Regions from separate parts of the Zea mays genome. Here regions 1 and 3 are each linked to region 2. The links are chromatin contacts, called in public Hi-C maps. All regions are on one chromosome and are shown on one strand. Each heading gives the region's core, a stretch centred on a gene start, on an enhancer-like site or on the middle of the called end of the contact. The rest is flanking DNA. Distances are from core to core; before and after follow the strand shown. Region 1 holds the start of LOC100216560. Region 2 holds the start of LOC103631732. Region 3 holds the start of LOC100278319.

Region 1 (3,234 bases), core at 372-2,871, 140 kb before region 2:
CCTACACGAGTTATAAGACAACAATAAAAGAGAGGAAGAGAGTAGATAGGGAGAAAGGAAAAACAACATCTCAAAATCCAAAGAACCCTAACACTAGATTCATACCTGCACGTGGTAGCACTAGATCCACCGACGAGGCTACGACCAATTAGGAAACGATGCAACGAGAGGAGACATGGACACCAGAGCGATCAGATTGAGGGTTAGGGTTACAAAGACAACACAAGAGAGGGTCGTGGCTCACTGGAGGGGACAAGGAAGGAAGAGGATTAGAGCACCGGTTACCGGAGCGTCAGACCCGTCGGCCAGCATGGGCTCGCTGGCGTATGCCTATGAGAGTCGAGGCTAGAGGGAGAGTAGTCGAGCAGAGCGGACGAGGGAGAGGTCGGAGAGCGGCTACGCGAGAGTGATAAAAGAGGGGACGGGATTAGGGTTGGCTCGGGGTCGAGGGGTCGCGTCCGCGTGGCGACGAGTATATTCCCAGTCGGGTCATTGCCGGACCACCTCCTTAACCGGACTAGGCCTGTGCCTGCATCGTGGGTCAGATTATCTACCCAAACACAACACTGTACACGTATTGAGACAGCCTGGGCACGATTTCAGATGGACCAGGCCGTGCTCGGATCAGGCCTAGAGATGGCAATGGAGACCTGATCCCCGATTCCCCGCGGGGAATTCCCCTATTAGGGGACGGGTATGGGACTAATTTAGTCCCCGCAGGGATCTAAATGGGGGAAATTGAATCCCCGTCGGGTTCACGGGGACGGGGAACCATCCCCCGTCCTCGTTCCCCGTGTACCCGCCCCACGAAACTTTTTTATCCAAGTTAGTCAATTTATTTTTTAGAATTATAGTAAAAACTCAATGTACGACATGTTATAAAATAGCAAACTAAACTCTAAAGTAGATGACTCTTGTAGTTTTCAATCTTGTTTGTTAAATTTGTATTAGTTTGATACAATTAATTTAAATTTATTTTTAAATATTGTACTTCTAGTGGGGACAGATTCCCCACGGGGATAAATTCCCCGACGGGGACGAGGATGGGAGAAAAAGCTCCCCCGTGAGCGTTCGCGACGACGGGGACGGGGAATTTTCTTCCCCGCGGGGACGGGGATGGGGAGCCATTTCCCGACGGGGAAATCCCCGTTGCCATCCCTAATCAGGCCGCTACAATGCGCCATGAGACGTCGGTCGGGCTGGCCCGTCTAGAAGCAAGGATGCTTTTGGATGTAGACCCAAGGTTGCCAGGCCAAATATTGGCCTTGCAAAGTTAATTTGGCCCATGTTTGGTTGGAGGCCAAATTTTGGTCATGCCCAAATTTTTTTGGCCACACCAATTTAAAATTTTGCCAATCCTTGGCCAAAATCTGGGCCAACAAATCCGCAGCTAAAATTTGGTTGACCATATTGCATTTTGATCACAAAGCAAACATAATCTAATTTTGATGTAGCCTAGCTTTGGCAAACTGCCTAATTTTAGTTAGGTTTCTTTGGTCCACAATCAAAACAGGCTCCAAAATTTGCCTCGCCAACCGAGTCACAGTTGTCTTTTCACAAGCCCCACGTCAGACAAGATGAGGACAGCTCGGACAGGTCACACCGTCACGTATCCGGCATCAACGATCCTCCGTTCCCATCTTCCTTATCCAGATGGCGGCGCCGGCCAACTCCACCACCTTCTCCGGCGACGTGTGGGCGGAGCTCCGCCTGGCCGACGCCCGCGACGTGCCGCACATCCACCGCCTCATACACCATATGGCCGAGTTCGAGCTGCTCACCGACCTCTTCGCCGCCACCGAAGAGCTCCTCACGTCCACGCTCTTCCCATCGCCGACGCCGCCTCCCTTCACCTCCTTCACAGCCCTCGTCCTTGACCTATCCCCCACCCCCATCCTCCCGGACTCCTCTTCCACCATCGCCTCCCGCCGCCTCGACCTCTCCGCGTCCCCGCTCGCAGACCCGGAGGCCGCCACCTTCGCCTCCCCGCGCGGCGGCGGGCGCGTCACGGCCGGGTTCGTGATCTGCTTCCCCAACTACTCCACCTTCCTCTCCAAGCCCGGGCTGTACGTTGAGGACATCTTCGTGCGCGCACCCTGGCGCCGCCGCGGCCTTGGCCGGATGATGCTGTCTGCCGTCGCCGGCAGGGCCGCCGAGCTCGGGATGGGCCGGGTGGAGTGGTGCGTGCTCGACTGGAACAAGAACGCCATCGACTTCTACGAGGGGATGGGCGCCGATGTGCTCCCGCAGTGGCGCATCTGCCGGCTCGCCGGCGCAGCCCTTGACAAATACAAGGTCAGCCAGAAGGAGGCCGCCGGTGGGAAGGCTGCAGAGTAGGAGGGCCTGGAAATTCGCTTATTGAGAGTGCCTGCCAATAATAAAGGTGGTGGATTTGCTTGCGCTGCTTAGCTCTGGCATGGTTTAGAACTAGATGATTAGTGATTCAGTGCATTTGATCAGCTCATTAGGGCGAGATGGGCAATCGGGACTTGTTGTGGTATAAACCTTGCTGCATTATGCTAGACTGTCTTCTGATTTGATGCACAAGTATGTCTTTATGTTTAGTCATTTCAGCCTGAACATGCCTTTTCCTTGTCGATCAGAGTCTCAGCTGAGCTGCTTCAAAAGAATTCACCGGGGAAATTCCTACTTTTTTAAGGGAAAATAAACTCTCTTGAAAAAATAGAAATCTTTTAGAAAATAAGTTTCTTAAACTAGCCCTTATTATCGTTATTGCTGTTTTCCTTGGCCCCTGGTCCAAGCTTTGGCTTTCTTCATCTTCTTTCCCTGTACGGCCGGAGCTCGCCTTTCTTCTCAAGAAAACGCTCGATATAAATTCACACGAGGCCACCCCGTTCGTCGCCACCATTGCAGCAACATCTTCTCTTAGCTCCAGTTTCTTAGCGTCTCGTCTCGTCTCGTCTCTGACCTACGTACAGAGATCAAGCAGCAAGTCCACCCTTCCATCACCGATGGAGAAGGACGGCGCGCCGAAGCCGGCGGCGGCCACCGCACCGGAGCCGGAGGGGACCCATCAGCCGACGTGGTGGGCACAAACGCAGTGGGCCAGCATCAAGAGGAAGGCCCGCGGCGCCAGCGAATACGCCATGCTCAGGACCCGCCAGGGCATCACCTTGTTCGGAGAGCCCAAGCTCGGGTCTTTGATCAAGGCCAAGGGAGCTTCAGCCAACGATGAGTCGTCCCAGTAGTCATGCATGTGTTCTTGATGCCACG
Region 2 (2,975 bases), core at 339-2,838:
AGGGCTGCAAGGAGACCCATTCTCGCAGACACAGCTAATTCTCCACCATGTAGGGCAGGTAGAATGACAAAGCAGCACCTAAAACACACTTACAGACATTCTTTCATTCAAAAATAGATCTAGCATATGAAACCTGTGCTAGAAGGAACCCACCAACTAAGTGTTCAATTATGAATTATGCACATACAATAAGTTGAAAACATATTGAATACAGATTGTCTGTATTTTGGGATTCTTCACTCTTTCAGATAGCACAAACGCCCATGCAACGCTCAAAGTCTCTGCCCAAGAGAGCAGATCAGCAGTTAAGTAATATCTTCCAGTAAGGGAAAAACTGACTCTGGAACAGTATTTCTTCATTTACAGAGTTGATATTACATTAATACATTTATTTGTAGTCCTTACCTGATTTGTGAATACAACCAACAGTAAACCACTGTACAGTTACATGGTCAGGACTCAGGAACTAGATCAAGTGAATAAAAACAGAGGATGATTTTTTACCCTGCATTTCCAAGTAAATTTACACATTCACTAAAACCAAATGGTTAAATTTCACATGGTTAGCCAAAAGAGTTCAAGAGGCATGTGCTGGCATGGGTGTAACTTAGGGTCCGTTTGGTTGGGAGCCACGGGAGCGAAGCCGTCCATTCCAGATTTCGAGAGTGGAGCGGCTCCATTCCACATTCTAAGAGTGGATTGGAATCGTTCCATTTTCTGGTTGGGCCCACTGTAAAGAGAGAGGGAGAAGTAGAACGGTGAGATTCCACCAATCTTTTCGAGCGAGCTCGTCCCGAATCTGATGAAAATATTCCCGATTTAGAATCGCTCCGCTCCATCCCGCTCCGTTCACTAAAATAGAGCGGCTCCATTCCACCTTGCTCCCCAACCAAACGGACCTTTAAAGTGTCCCGCTGGAGTCAAATCTCCTCTAAAATCTCTAGAAACTCTGACAGCATAGCATTAATCTAACAAGAGAAAAATCTAAAAGGTGAACTGTAGATAAATGTAAGCAATCCTAAGCAGAATTGTAAACTAAAGAGCACCACAGCACAAATATCTATCTGTCTACCCGCAGGGTGAACAATGTCCATAATAAACAACACTGCCAACTCCATTCGGGGGCCTAGAGTCGGGGAAACGTAACCAAATCCACACCAAAATCCTCATTCTTCTAGGTACGTACATGAGGCCTCGAAATGGCGCCACGACCACAAACTACCTCGCGATCCCTGATCTATAAACCCTAGCGCGAGATTCCATTCAAACGGGGCAAGCAAAGAGTGCAGACGACAAGCGCGTGGGTTTACCGTATCCGACAACGGCGCCGACGAGGGATCCCGCGGCGGACTCCCAGGCGAAGCGGAGGAGGCACACCCCGGGGGCCGCGGTGGCCGCGGCCAGCGGGCTCGGGTTCCGCGACACCGCGAGGCGAGTCAGGATCGGGTTAGTGGTGGCGCCGGGGCGGCGAGCACTAATCCCCTGCGGAGGAGACTCGTCGGTGTCCGACTCCGTGGCGTCTCCGTCGGAGAAGGGCTCGTCCTCCGGCCTTGGGTCGCCGCCGCCGCCCACCATGGCCGCCGCGTTATGGTGTTCGTGTTCGTGTTCGCGCTCGTGCGCCTAGCGCGCGGCTCGTCACGATGGCCTGGTGCCCTGGTGGGTGGCTGGGTGCACGGCCACCGCGCACTGTCCGTGTGCCGCACAGCCTGCGTGCGAGTGAGGTGGGCCACTAGCGACACGTGCACTAGTAGGATCCTCTGTGACTAACCGTCTAATTGGTTGCCCGTATCATCACATCTTGGACTACCACGTGTATCTGATATTAGGCTGTCTTCAACAGTTATCATATCTCATCTCTTATTTTAAAATTCACTCTATAAATAGTGTAATTTACAGTAAAAATATATTATTTTACACGATCTTTTGTGGACAGCCTTATTTTAGACTGTGTATTTAGTTTCTAGAAGTAGAATCCCAAAATCCAAAGTGGGATAGATATTAAGAGACATATAGATACGAGCATTTGTTGAAACTAAACCCAGGTTCAACAATGTTACACTCAGCTTTTTTGGTGTAGTTGTGGCTACGGCTGAATTTTTTTAACCTAACGTTGCTATAGGTTGAACTGCAATACAGACAGTTGCAGTCGTTTTTAGCTAAAACGACCAACTTCACTATTTCCAACAGTGTCCTCCTAAATTTTATCCTTTACCCAAATATTCTCCATTATTTATAGTATCCTCTAAAAAATTCCATCCTCTATATATTCAATATCTCCAACTATGCACTCTAAATTTCGTCATACCATACAATGGATGAGACTGAGAAGGCTCATTTATTGCCGATGTGCTTAATGATTTCGTCCCTGTTGCAGCCTCGTGAAACGTAAAACTAGGGGCGCTCGATTTCTTGAAAGCGCGTGTGAGTTTTTTTAACGATTCTTCCATCCCCTTAGGTATTGGTTTAAGTCGCCCCTCTATTAATTTATATACTTTCTAAAGGATTAGACGTCCCCCGTGGTACTTACAGCTATGGCTTGAGGCGAAGGCACTAGGGAAAGCAAGGCTTATCTCCCCTCTTGTCTTGCGATCTTTTGGTGGCGGTTCACTGTGAGGCCTTGTTCGCTTAGGCTGGGAACAGTCTGGATTGGAAAGAAACCCACTTGGATTGGACCCCCATGGATGAAATCCCGGCCCACCTAGTAGCAGTGTTCGTTTAAACCCGCTCGGGCGTGAACCCCAGCCCACCCCGGCCGTTTCCACCTCAGCCCGACCGGGATACAGACCTCGTCCCTTCGGTGTGGAAAGAACCCTCGCCTCTCGTTGGCGGCGCGCGAGGCAGCTCCAGCGGGCTTCGAGACGGATCTGCAGCGGGCTTCGAGACGGAGGCGCTCCGGCAGCTGCAGCGGGCTTCGAGACGGAGGCGCTCCGGTAGCTATGGCGACGTAGACGGAGGCGCTCCGGAAGCTGGTACGG
Region 3 (3,328 bases), core at 235-2,734, 240 kb before region 2:
ATGCGTGCGAGTTCATGAGAGTGAACGGACGATACATCATGAACCCTGACAAGGTATTATTAGTAATAGTCAAGTATGTATTTATGTCATTAAAGATGCAAATGTGTTATTATTGAGTATAAATAGATGATGTTTATAAAATTCCTTTACAGCAATTTCAACGAGGAAACCCGGAGAACTTGACCGAAGCTGCATTGCATGGCATAGTCGAGGACCTCTGCACATTCATATTGAAAGAGGTCATTCCCGCAGAAGGAAAATATCACGATGCTTCCGGGACATTAGCTTTGCCAGAGTTCAGAATACTAACAGAAATTAGTAGATTATCTCTTAGCCGAGATAGTTATTAGAACTTAGGTGAAAACTTTTGATGTATAGAATGCATGAAGCATATATGGTTGTAAACAGAATACTTTGATGTATATAAATGTATGATAGAATTTAATTCCATGTTGCTTTCAATATCAATATATATATATATATATATATATATGTTTGTGTGTGTGTAAATAAATATATCTATAATTCAGTATTGTTTGAAATTTTGAAAAAAGGCGGGAAAACATTTTCACTGACGGTTCCTTAAGAAAACCGCCAGTGAAAATGCCCTTTTCACTTGCGGTTCCAAAATAACCGCCAGTGGAAATGCTGATTTCCACTGGCCCCTAGCACTGACGGAACTGAGCACAGTCACTGGGTTTCTTTCAGTGGTAGGTAGGATCACCAAGATACACCAAACTTAGAGTCTGTTTGGTTGGGCTGTAGCTGTGAAAAAAGTTGCTGTGGGCTGTGAGCTGTGGAAAAAGCTGCTGTAGGCTGTAAGCTGTTAAAAAGCTAAAAACCGTTTAGTGGAAAACACTAAAAGTCATTAAAAGTTCTTCGATATATGTTTTCACAGTTCTATCCGAAAAGCCACTAAAAGCAGATCCAGGGGTGCTTTCAGATTTGCACTGCAAGAAAGTCAGCTTTTAGAAAAAGCTGCTTCTTGTATTCAGTCCTTTGGTTGGCTTTTAGCTTTTAGGAGGCAAAAGCCAAAGCCAAAAGTCAAACCAAACACACCCTTAGCAACGAAGGGTACCTGCAACAAGTTGCAAAACCCACCATCAACAAACAACAACACAATAATAACACATGCTCCCGGAACTGCAATGTGGGCCCGTCCGCCCCGTAACCATGGGCCGCAGTCTTCAAGTCGGCCACGGGCCACGGCCCGACTGTCATGCGGGACCACGGACGCTCTGACCCCGCACGTCATTGAGAAAAGAGGAGCCCCTCAATCGGTACGGATAAAGATTTCGATAGAAAATAAATGGTTATTTAAATATAGTTATTTTCATTTTCATTTGTTTAGATAAAGATGCAAAACAATGCATATCGAAAAGTTATCGAAGAGGGAAAAGATTGAGAATTTTTCAAGATAACAATTTTGAGAAACACTATAAATTTAGAAAGACTGCTATGACCCCTCGACCCTCGTCTTCATCTTCCCACTTCAGCCCCCAAACCCGAACACTCGCAATCGCAAGTCGCAAATATCTGTCGCCGTCTCGCCAACAGCACCAACCGCCTCCTAGAACTCGACCGCCATGGCGAGCCAAGGCGAGCCGTCTTCCTCCGATCCGTGAGTACCCGTTCCGATCCGTTCGCGCGCACCTAAGGCTCAGATCTGTTGGCGGTGGTGCGAGAAGAGGGTTTTGGGGGGATTTTATTGGTGATATTTTTTTTTTACACTGGTGGTGTTTGGGGGCAGGAAGGGGAAGAAGGATTACTCGACGGCGATCCTGGAGAGGAAGAAGTCGCCGAACCGGCTGGTGGTCGACGAGGCCACCAATGATGACAACTCCGTCGTCGCTCTGCACCCGGACACCATGGAGAGGCTCCAGCTCTTTCGCGGTGACACGGTCCTGCTCAAGGTATGCGTGACCTCTTTACCTCGCCAGCTAACTCTTATGTATAGATTGGATTACGGGGGTCTCGGTTGTGGTGATTGTTTTCTGTGCAGATTACAAATCCGTTGTATGATGGTCTGGCCTTTGCCGCTGTTAATTTGTAGTCTAGTGTTAGCTTTGAGGAATCTATAAATGCTTGGTTGTTGAGATATTTATAAATATTGGTCAGTTATGTTTTGAAATTTTGACCTTGCTGTGGTTGTCTAGCATTGATTGAAGGGTAGATTTGTGCTGACTGATGAGAATCACATCACATGGCTTTGGTAATAGTTTGTTTGTCGTTGGTTTTAGTCATGTGTTCGTAGCTACTCTGAGAATTTAACAGGGTAGGGTTTCCGACCCTGTAGGGCTGTATTTGTGTGATAGTGCATAAATCTGCACTTATGCAGCTAAGCTAGGTATGCCACTGTACTTTTGGACATGTTATATTGTTGGTAGTTTTCATTGTTCGGAAATCTGAAGTTCTGAACATGTAACATAAATTATTTTGGTTCTGCTGCCATGCTGCTGTACACGTACTGCATAATGAGGCGGGCTTCTATGATGCTGCGAGGTTAATTGAATTGCTTGTTATTTACTTGCACATTATGATTGGTATTCTTTAATTTCTCCTGTACAATTGTACATTGAACTTGGGACTGTTATGAGATAATATGTTGTCACTACTTTTTTTGTCTGCTGACGCTCTAGATAACTTCATTTCGTTGCAGGGTAAGAAGAGAAAGGACACTATCTGCATTGTGCTCGCAGACGAGACGTGTGAGGAGCCAAAGGTCCGGATGAACAAGGTCGTCAGGAAGAACTTGAGGGTTCGGCTTAGTGATGTGGTATCTGTCCATCAATGCCCAGATGTCAAATACGGGAAGCGTGTGCACATACTTCCAATTGATGACACCATTGAAGGCATCACTGGCAACTTATTTGATGCCTTTCTGAAACGTGAGATTTCTCTATCACGTCCTTGTTCTTTTAAACAGTTTTTTTGTGACAGATAACTGTATTTTGGCATTGTAGATCATCTTTTGACAAACAAAATTTACTTTAGTAGTGCATCTATTGTATAATTATTTATTTGTAGCTTTATGTGTGCTGAAAGATCGTATCTGTGGTACTGAACAAGCTCAGTTCTGCATTGTCCAGGTGTTAGTTTCCATAATTTGGTTGCATCTCTGAACTATCATCATTTATTGTGTTACTAGGCTATATTATTGCATTGTTGCTAAATGGAATATGGGCCTTGATAGACATCTGACCATATGAAATGATAGACTACTCAGCATCCTACACTTTGTGCTTAAATTGCCAGTCTAAATACTTTATCTTCAACTTTTCAGCATACTTTCTTGAAGCCTATCGTCCTTTGAGGAAAGGAGACCTTT

Evidence for each region. A called contact is a pair of places that touch in the nucleus more often than the background predicts.
Region 1: a Hi-C map of leaf shows a contact between it and region 2, with 5 times the contacts expected there. The contact joins the promoter of LOC100216560 here to the promoter of LOC103631732 in region 2. A contact is called at or near these places in 2 of 25 Hi-C or Micro-C datasets (endosperm and leaf).
Region 3: a contact with region 2 is called in a Hi-C map of tassel, with 1.7 times the contacts expected there. The contact joins the promoter of LOC100278319 here to the promoter of LOC103631732 in region 2. A contact is called at or near these places in 2 of 25 Hi-C or Micro-C datasets (endosperm and tassel).

Annotation. Positions count from the first base shown.
Region 1 is chr1:11,388,682-11,391,915 of Zm-B73-REFERENCE-NAM-5.0, reverse strand. It overlaps LOC100216560, which reads left to right and starts at 1,621. Exons shown (of 1, transcript NM_001142980.1): 1 at 1,621-2,543. The coding sequence starts at 1,654. The coding sequence ends at 2,337. LOC100275826 reads left to right here and starts at 2,865. Exons shown (of 1, transcript NM_001352343.1): 1 at 2,865-3,234. The coding sequence starts at 2,973. The coding sequence ends at 3,209.
Region 2 is chr1:11,252,822-11,255,796 of Zm-B73-REFERENCE-NAM-5.0, reverse strand. LOC103631732 reads left to right here and starts at 1,588. Exons shown (of 4, transcript XM_020540804.1): 1 at 1,588-1,716. The coding sequence starts at 1,588. LOC100277440 reads right to left here and starts at 1,718. Exons shown (of 5, transcript NM_001367325.1): 1 at 1,311-1,718. The coding sequence starts at 1,575.
Region 3 is chr1:11,489,104-11,492,431 of Zm-B73-REFERENCE-NAM-5.0, reverse strand. It overlaps LOC100278319, which reads left to right and starts at 1,484. Exons shown (of 9, transcript NM_001361331.1): 1 at 1,484-1,621; 2 at 1,751-1,913; 3 at 2,660-2,888; 4 at 3,284-3,328. The coding sequence starts at 1,587.